2 separate regions of the Sus scrofa genome follow, and region 1 is linked to region 2. The links are chromatin contacts, called in public Hi-C maps. All regions are on one chromosome and are shown on one strand. The core of a region is the stretch at or near the end of the contact, and the rest is flanking DNA. Distances in the headings are between cores, read along the strand shown. Region 1 overlaps TSPAN11 (tetraspanin-11). Region 2 overlaps LOC102161833 (a long non-coding RNA gene).

What was found. Hi-C and Micro-C count contacts between places; a contact is called where the count stands out from the background.
Region 1: a Hi-C map of omental adipose tissue shows a contact between it and region 2, with 1.5 times the contacts expected there. The contact joins two enhancer-like sites. A contact is called at or near these places in 6 of 47 Hi-C or Micro-C datasets (alveolar macrophages, embryonic fibroblasts, fetal heart ventricle and 3 more).

The regions. Positions count from the first base shown.
Region 1 is chr5:66,894,581-66,899,219 of Sscrofa11.1, forward strand. The region is part of intron 4 of TSPAN11 (tetraspanin-11); the gene reads left to right. Among named protein-coding and RNA genes, the nearest start is that of TSPAN11, 44 kb to the left of the region's middle. Within about 2 kb of position 1,946, at least 6 of the 83 cell types and tissues checked have an H3K27ac peak or open chromatin away from gene starts, as enhancers often do. A contact at or near this core is called in omental adipose tissue, where this site is marked.
Region 2 is chr5:66,813,584-66,818,118 of Sscrofa11.1, forward strand. All of the region lies in intron 2 of LOC102161833 (a long non-coding RNA gene), which reads right to left. Among named protein-coding and RNA genes, the nearest start is that of TSPAN11, 37 kb to the right of the region's middle. Within about 2 kb of position 2,813, at least 3 of the 83 cell types and tissues checked have an H3K27ac peak or open chromatin away from gene starts, as enhancers often do. A contact at or near this core is called in omental adipose tissue, where this site is marked.

The sequences.
Region 1 (4,639 bases), core at 696-3,195, 80 kb after region 2:
TGTGCCGCCTCTTTCCAGCGCCCGTGAGAGGTCAGCCCGCAGGGATGTCCAGGCCCTGCAGGAGGCTCATAGGGGCAGCAGTGGGTGATCGCCCCCAGACCCAGATCCTCCAGGCGGCAGCAGCTTCCGGCCCCTGGGTCATGTCCCCTAGGGGGCTCTGGGTCTCATCCCTGCAGCCAGGTACTGCTGTTCCCTCTGGACCCCCTCTCCGCCCATTCAGCCAAAACCTCAGCAGTCCTAGCCTGAAATCCATTGGACGCCTGGCCTTGGCTTGTGGTTCTGGAACTGTTCTCCTGTGACCCCCACTGTGTGATCTTTGGACCCCCAACATTTTGGCCTAGGCTTGCTGTGGCCTCAGCTGCATCCTCTTAATGTGTCCCTTGAATGCCTCCTGCCTCCCCAAGGCCAGGTGGCTCCTTCCCAACCCTCTTCTAATTTCCCTCCTCGGTGGATCAGCTCTCCACTCCCCCTGCCCCGTCCCTTCTCTGCTCCCAGACCCTTAGGGCAGAACTGGGTCTTAGCATCAGACCAGAGCACCCTTAGCGCCCTGGAAAGCCACCCTCAGGTGGAGTCGCTGCGGCTGGACCACCTGGGCTGGGAGCCCCGGGCTGAGGCCAGGAGGGTAGCGGCCACTTTCGTTCTCCAACAGTGACATCTTGTTACTAGAATGGCTTGAGCCTCCAAAATCCTCGCCCTCTCTTCTCTGCACTAATGGGGGGGGGTAGCTGCACCCCTGCACCCTGACCTCCTCCAGCCAGCTGGCGGTTAATTACCAGAAAATAATGTGCCCTGAGGTCACTGTCACTTAAACAGCTGGCTCCATCTTTTCTAGTTCAGCCTCTTTGGCTTCTGCCATTCGGAGCTCCTGACCTCCCATGACCATGATGGGCCTCTCCCCGTGGCTTAACCTCGGCTGCACCGTGACCCTCCTGTTTCACGGATGCCCTGAGGGTAGACTGGGTGCCTCCACCCCAACCCCACTGCCTGCACACCGAGCCGAGTTCCAGCTGCGGCTTGGTTGCCATCCCTACTCGTGCGGATGCAGATGAGACAGAGGACAACTCCCTTTTTTGTGGCAGAATCAGTCCCATAAGAAATTCCAAAAGTCTCGTCGTATAAAGTTCTTTGAACCTATCTCCAGGGTGGCACCAGCTGGCGCTGAGCTGCCCAGTCTTGTGGGCACCAGTCAGTCCGCCCCAGAAACTGTTTGGGGCTCAGCTTGTCCATCTGAAGACCTGCCTGCGGATTAATCATCTTATGTCGCGATGAGGAAGGTTCCCGCAGAGCCTCTCATTAAGGAAAGTGTCAGTTTGGTTCAGAGAGTCCTGGGCTGTTCCAGCTTCATTTTGGATCTATAGCTTTAGAAAATATCCAACTCTGCTTTTGGTTCAAACTGTTCTATTAAAGAATTAAAGGAGGAAAAAAAAAAAAAAAAACCACCTTTGATGGATGGTACAAGGGGAGAGAAGAATGTTTGGGTCTTGTTCTGTGCTTGCCAGGCCGGTCCCTTCCACGTTTGGGGTCCAGCTTGGCATGTTTGGAGGTGACAGTTGTCACAGAGGGGCCTGGGGGCAGTGGCTACGAGAGTGTTCTTTGGAATTCGCATTACTGGTTTCTATCAGAACAAGATTCAGGCAGTCGATTCTGGAAGGACTGGGGGCAGGGCAGATGGCGGGGCGGGGAGGGGTTGTGTGGGGTTCACTTCTCTCCGCGGTGCTCAGGGACAGGACAGGGTGCAGGTTAGAGCAGGAGGGCAGACGGCCATCAGAGTGTCCACAGCTTCCCCAGAGCGGGACAGGCATGCGTCAGACGGGGCTCAGAAGTGAGGTGTGGCCACGAGTCGAGGTCTGGACCTTCTTGCTGAGCAAGGGCTTTGTGGAGGCCTTGCCTGAGCTTGGACTTGACGGCTCACAGCTGCACAACACAGATGTGGTTGGGGCAGCGAACCCAGGCGGGGCCGGCAGAGACTCCACTGCGAGAGGATCAGGCTGGGCTGAGTACAGCAAAGGGGACAGACGTGGGCTTTAGAGCCACGGCTGGGAACCTGGCCCAGGCGTCAAGCAGCCGGGCCGTCTGCCCAGGAGGGGCCGCGCCCGGCCTGCTCTGCTGACACGGAGGGCTGTGGGCTGAGTGGGGGCCGGAGAGAGACCCTCCTGTGCCTGGATTTCCCCTCTGCCTCTCATTGCCGTCTTCACATTCTCCCCTTGCTCTCCTGACACCCCCCATGCATCAAACCGTGCCCCCGCCACGTCCCGCCAGCCCCACCAGCCTATCCACCCACCTGCCAGCCACTGGGGGTGCCCAGCAAGTAAGCACAGGCTCTGCAGCCAGGATCCCTGGGTTCAGTTCCAGACTCAGCCATGCGCTGGCCATGTGACCTTGGCCAAGCTGTAGCCTCTCCATGCCCATGTCCTCATGGATAAAGTACGGCTGATGCTGGTGCCCACACGGCAGGGTGCTGAGCAAAACCATGCTCCCAGGGTGACTGGGAGTGGTGTGGGAATGCTGGCACAAGCGAGCTGGTGTCAGGAAGCACCCACTGTGTGAGCCAGGGGGCTGCCCAGGCGGATGGGGCACTGACTTTGGGGGGCTGATTTTTTTGGGGGGTGTTGTGGAAAGGGAGGCCTCCATTGCTCCACCATAGAAACCCTGCCTCTCCTCTGCTCCTGAGAAGGTGGCGCCCCCTGAGTTGGGTTATCACCCCCTAAGCTGCAGACCGGGAATTCTGAGGCCCCTTGGGAATAGTGGACTCACCGTCCAGGATGTCTGACTTAGGCAGAAATACGACTTCTCCAAGTTACAGAGCATCTGAGAAACTTTTGCTGATTTTGTTTAGTAATTTCAAACCCGGAGTTCCCATCGTGCTCAGCTGTTAACAACTAGTATTCATGAGGATGTGGGTTCAATCCCTGACCTTGCTCAGTGGGTTAAGGATCCAGCATTGCCGTGAGCTGTGGTGTAGGTGACAGACACGGCTCAGATCCCACATTGCTGTGGCCATGGCTCTGGCATAGTTCGGCAGCTACAGCTCTGATTGGACCCCTAGCCTGGGAAGCTCCATATGCTGTGGGTACAGCCCCAAAAAGACAAAAAAAAAAAAAAATAGTTCCAAACTGAAGCCAAACCAAATTTAAAGGGTAAAGGGGGCAAACTGTACTCCAGAAACTTCTTCTTCGTGCTTCCTAGGGACAACCACTGGACAGCCACTATACAGGCATTGAGGCCCACTCCTCCCCAGGGGCCCACCTGGGGACCTCAGGGCACAGCCGGCCAGCAGCAGCCCTAGGCTGCCCTCAGCTGAAGCCGTGTAGGTGTCACTGTTCCTCCCTTGAGAGGGGCTAAGCAACTGCCTGCCACAAAGGTGCCCTCCGAGGCAGGTACAGGGTGAAACCCCTCACCTGCTTCTGTCCATGAAGTTCAGGCTTCTCAGGAACCAGATAACCTTCTTCGGCTCTTATTTATCGTGTCTCCCATAATGCATAGGGGCATGTATGCAAATCAGGTTCCAGCATCAGCCTTAGGACCTGACGGGAAAGTGTAAATCAGTGTCTCAGCCTTGGCGCTGGTGACATTTAGGCCAGACCGTCTTTGCCACGGGGCCTGCCCATGCATGGTGGGAGGCTTGGCAGTGTGACAGCCCCTGAGCTGTGGGAGTGCCGAGGGGATTTGGGTGGACCCAGGGAGGCTTGCTAGAGTGGAAGGCGGAGTGGCAGACCGAGGCATGTTAGGGCTCACGGCCCCCCATGGCAGGACCCCACCAGCCCGTCCCCAGTGCCCAGGCTCCAGCCAGCCAGCCAGCTCCAGAAGCCAGGCCGCCAGGGAACCAGTACAGAAGGATCCCAGTGTGGGAAGGTCCCAGTGAGCGTGACCCTTCCCCTGTCTCCCGGGGACTGTCACTGCCGCTGATTCAGGGCCTCCCCCACACAGGTGAGTCACACACCTGCATCCCCCCACCCCCACCGCCCACCAAGCAAGCTGCTGCCTGGAGCCAGTGCCCGTGCCCATCGAGCACCCTGGCACCCTGCCCTCCATCCCCCGGAGCCTCAGCCTCACTCCCTGGCAAAGGTGGGAGCTCCTGGGTGGGAGGGAGAACCAGAGACTCTCAGAAGTGCTCTTCCTCTCCTGACAACCCCAGCAGGTTGGTTAGCCGGGTTGATGCCAGCTTGATGCCTTGGGATGGTTTTGAGGGGCTGGCAGGTACTCATTTACCTGTCAGCCCATCAGGGATGCAGCTGGGTTCCCCTCCCTTCCCATGCACCCTCCCCGCAGCCTGGCTTCAAGAGCAACTGCAGCAGTGATGTCCCGGGAACAGCATGGCACTGCACTGCCGCATCGTCAGGGCCACCCTCCTGCTTGATGGAGAGGCACCGGGCCCCCTGCAGAAGGAAGGCGGCCAGCACTGCCCTCCCGCTGCACAGCTGGTGCCCTCCCGCCACCGAGGGCACATGTGTCTGCATGCAGGGTCCTGTGTGGGCTGGAAGGAGGGCAGGTCAGGCCTGCAGGCCAGCGGACTCCATCAGCACAGAGCCCGAGCCCCTGCCCACATGTCTCCTTCCCACCTGTACCCCGACCCTGGCCCCCACATGCCTCACCTTTCCTACCTGATGAGCCCTGGAGCTGGAGCTCGCCCCAGGCTGAC
Region 2 (4,535 bases), core at 1,563-4,062:
CCGCCTCCTGTGTTTTTCAGTGCCTGTCACAGTGCCTGCGCCACGGCAGTAGCCCCGGAAATGTTGGGTGGATGGATGGATAGATGCACAGCTAATCATCTCTCTCTCTGCGGGTCAAACTCTGCCTCGACTCTGTTACACGATGATTAGTTCTTGGTGCCAAACTAGGAAGGTTTACCTAAAGTCAAATCAGCTAAAGTGCAACACCGTGATTTGAAACTATGTCACTAGAAGATTTTAACAAGGTGGGGAGACGGGTAAGAGAAGGGATCCAATGTTCATTGGGCAGCTACTTATGGCTTCTTAGTGGGCATTTTTTTTAATGTTATTTCATCTCCATACACATAGTCTATAATCGATCTCATCGTCATTTGACTGATCCGGAATTAAGGCACAAAAACATGAACTTGGCTGTGGCTACACGTCCAAGTGGGAAAACCCAAACTGTCTCGTTCCAAAACCCCTGCCCACTCCCCCACACGTTGCCCAGGATTTGCCCAAACAACAGTGAAGTTTGGGCTGAGGGGAGAGGAGGCAAGAGGGGAAGGAGGAGGTTGCTGTGAGGGTCCTGCTGAAAGATGCCAAAACTCAGAGCTGGGACCGTGGCAGTGGGAGTGTGGGGGCTGGCACGGATTTCCCGATTCCTGAGAAGGAACATTGCAAGGCTCCGTGTCCAGTTGGATACTCAGACAAGAGAGGGAAGAGTGAGCCTGATTTGGGGGGTTGGGGGAACTGGGCAGAGGTAGCTGTCCTGGCGAAGAGAGCTGATTCCTGTGACCCTTAGAGAGGTGACAGGAGTCAGGTTTCTGCTCCCTCCAAGGACGGACTCGCTGGCCAGGATGAAGGGGGATGCAGAAGTGAAGGGCAGCGGACCCCAGCTCCTTGCCCCTTGGCAGGGACAGGGGACAGTGGGTCACAAGCTCAATAAGGCGGGAGGCTGAAGTCCTTCGGGGGACTGAACGTCCTTCCCTGCAAGCCCGCGGTTCCCCAACAGCTATGGAAGGGGTTCCCCAAACAACACCGTTTCTTTCACTCTTCCTCAGCTTGCACAGTGGTGACAAGGACAGGGGCGGGGGGCCAGTGGTTAATGCAGATGGAGAGAATGGAGCTAAACATTGAACCACCAGCTTGCAGGCAAGTACGGCCAGGACATCCTTCCCATGCACAGCCGCCGTCTGTCCGGCTCGACCAACACACTTCACACTAGCTGGCTTTCTGCCTGGAAGGGACCGTGTCAACTTTTCTACGAACTTCCTTTAAATTCTACAGTATTCGGCATGTAATCAAACTTATTTGGTTAAAATGGAATATTTCGGGAACCTCTTCTAGGGTTTTTGTTTCTGCTCTTATTTTTTAAGCAATCCACTGGCCTTGCCCTTTGGTGGGCCGACATCTGGGATCCACAGACGGCAGGACTTCGCCCAGCTCCTCCCATCAGTTTGATCTTAGCTGACAAAGGCGCAGCCATCTCATTTCCAGGTGGGACATGGGCACCTGCAGCTCCAGCTTCTCTTGTTTATCACCCAGATAAACCCATGCAATTTCGGGTTTATCACCTAGATAAACCTGGGGTGGGGGGGTGAATACCGGCTTTTGTCTATTGTAACAGCTGATAAAGGAGAGACCGGCTTTGGCCCAAACCCCAGAGCAGCAGCCCAGCAGCCTGACACCTCAGAGGCTCGGGGGAAATAAGGAAAAGCTCAGACATCGTTTCACCCCCTCATTTTACAGGTGAGGAAACCAAAACCCAAAGAGCTAAAAGGAGAGCTGGTTCTGAGCTACTCATAGCTCCAGGCAGCCATGCACTACCTCCAGCCCTCAGTGCAGACCCCATGTCCCCACTATCCATCCCAAAGGGCCTTCAGGCTCCATGCAGACTCTAACACAGCCACGCCACCCTAGGGGAGCACCACCCCGGGGAGCACCACCCCAGGGTAGCATCACCCCAGAGGAGCATAACCCCAGAGGGGCATCACCCTGGGGGAGCAACACCCCAGGGGAGCATTGCCCTGGGAAGCACCGCCCTGGGGAAGCACCGCCCTGGTGGGAGCACCACCGTGGGAGGAGCACCACCCAGGGGGGGATCACCACCCCAGTGGAGGCTGACAGCAGCAGAGAGATGGGCAAGCGCCCCCTACAGCAGCCTTGGGCTAGGTCTGCCAGGCTGTTGCCCTTTATTCTCTGTGAGGTTAATGGCTCTGCTTTCACATATGTCTGCGTGACAACTTGCTCTTTCAAAATGTAAAAAATTTAAAAACACTATAATTACATACTGGGCCTTTAAAGTGCCTCTTTTCCCAAAGTGGCAGTTAAGGAAGATGGGTTCGGGGTGGGGGCTTGATGTTGTGTCTTTTCTGTCCCCAGGGCCGGTTTCAGGCTCTGGTGCCCCAGTGTTGCGCAGGGTAGAGGAAACCACAGGCCTTTGGCTGATGGGTGTGAAGCCAACGAGTTAACGAGGAACATCTCCGGCAGGCTGGCCTCACCCTGGAGGAGGGCTGAGACCGAGTTCCTAAGGGGCTGCCTCCCTCCCCCAGAAAGCCCAAAACTTGGCAGGCAGCATGTAAGGCTCCACCGCTGGGCCTGCAAGGCTGTGTTTCCAGCCTGCGTGCTGCCAGATTAAAAGGCCACATTGGACCCAAACCCAAGAGACACGGTGCAGAAATAAATCCCTGCTCCTGGGTATTACTGCACTGGACCCACACTGCTCTCCGTTTCCTTTTGAAAAGTGATGTTTTTAAGCTGAACTGAAGGCACAGGGGAGGAGGGGATGGAAGCGCTCTCAACTGGTGAGATAAGCAGCGCGTCTCACATTTTCCTTGGCCTCACAGAGCAGGTTCACAACAGCTCCGCCTCACCAAGGATGCCTGCCTTCGATGTGACTGTGACTGTGACGATGTCAGCTTTCTCTAAGGCCTGCGTGCCGCCGTCCCGGGCCCCTCCCCCTCGCCACAGGGCTGAGTTTCACTGAAGCAGGCCCAGCTAAGTGTCCTGCTTGATCCCATCAGCCTATTAGGGAAGTGGGGTTTGGAGCCGGAACTCCTGGTTCCATCCACAGACCTGGCTGGCCTGCTGAAGAGCAGGGATGGAATTTACTGGGAGGAGATGGTGCTGTGCCCAGACAATTCTAGAAGACAGGGAAGACAGGAACTAAGCTCCCACTGCAGAGGGAGTCTAGGCTGAACACCCTGGTGACAGCCTCCACTGTCATTGTCACTGCTACTCCACTGTCCCTGCATCTCTGCATTGTTCTCAAGGTCCGAAGACTGAGGCAGAAACACCTACCTCCTTCACTGCTGGGGGGCGGGGGCAGGGGCGGTGACCGTAGAGCATTTTTCAGCTTCAAGCCAGGAGGCAGGGGCTCACACAGAGGAGTCCCCAGAATACAAAGGAGGTTCATATGCTGGGCAGCCAAAAAAAAAAGTCATCCACACAGCAGGACAGCTGTCAGCCCCATTTCCCAGATGAGGAAACTGAGGCTCACAGCCTCTCACATTGAACAGCTGGCTCACGTGGCCAGAAAGAAATGTCCAGGCTCTTAAGAGTCACTGTGGTCTGCTCACCGAATCAGGATGGGCTATCTGGAGAGAGATGGCTTTGGGTTTGCAGCCTTGCTTTGGTAGACCACACCCACCTCCCATGGCAGGGCTCCGTGGGCAGAGAATATTCCAGGTGAAGGGGGAAGTTTGGTGCTGGCAAGAGGTTCCCCACAGCTTGGACCCAGGATCTGAGCCGTCCTCTCTCTGCCTCCTTCCGGCCCCATCGCCAAGTACCCATAGCACGAGGAGAGGAGGGGACGGCGGTGCACCCTGGCTGGAGGCAGCGTGCAAGACCAAGCAGGGCCAAGTCTGGAGAGGCAGGCAGGCCTGGGATAAGGTCTTTGGGCGCCTCGGAAGGATTTCCAGCAGGAGAGAGATGGGGTGAAGTCTTAGGCACCAGAATGGATGGAATAGATGGAAAGAGAAGAGTGGGGGAGGGGAGGCCAGCGGGGGGCTGATGTGACTGACAGGTGTTCGTTCGGAGCAGGGTCGGGGAGAAATAGGGGATTAGAGATTTTAAACACGTGGAATTGAAAGGTCTCGGCGATGGATTAAACCTTGGGTGAGTGGGGAGGGGAGCAGAGAGAAAAGCCATTTGCTCAGGCACGTGGGTGGTCCAAGTTGTCCTCCTCCAGAACCAGCAGGTGAAACTGGACAGGAGATCTGGAAGCTGGAAGATCAAATACAGCCTCGTGGCTGGTCAGCATGGGGCGTGCCCCTGCCTGTCTCTCAGGGTGAGAGGGTCTGAAGGTTGTGGCAGCTTCGGCGTCCTGCGCAGGACATCAAAAGCAAGTTGACAGAGCCAAGTGACAGCCCCTGGAGGTAGCCGCAGGGTGCAGGGCGACCTGGACACTCCCGTCAGCTCTGCAACAAACCCGTTTTGTGACCTTGAGCAAACCACTGGTCCTCCCGGGTCTTGGTCTCCTGGCCCTCGCCAGCACTCCAGGGTTTCATGGGAGCACGTTCGAGGAGGTCACGTGCCGTGTAAATGTTTCCAGC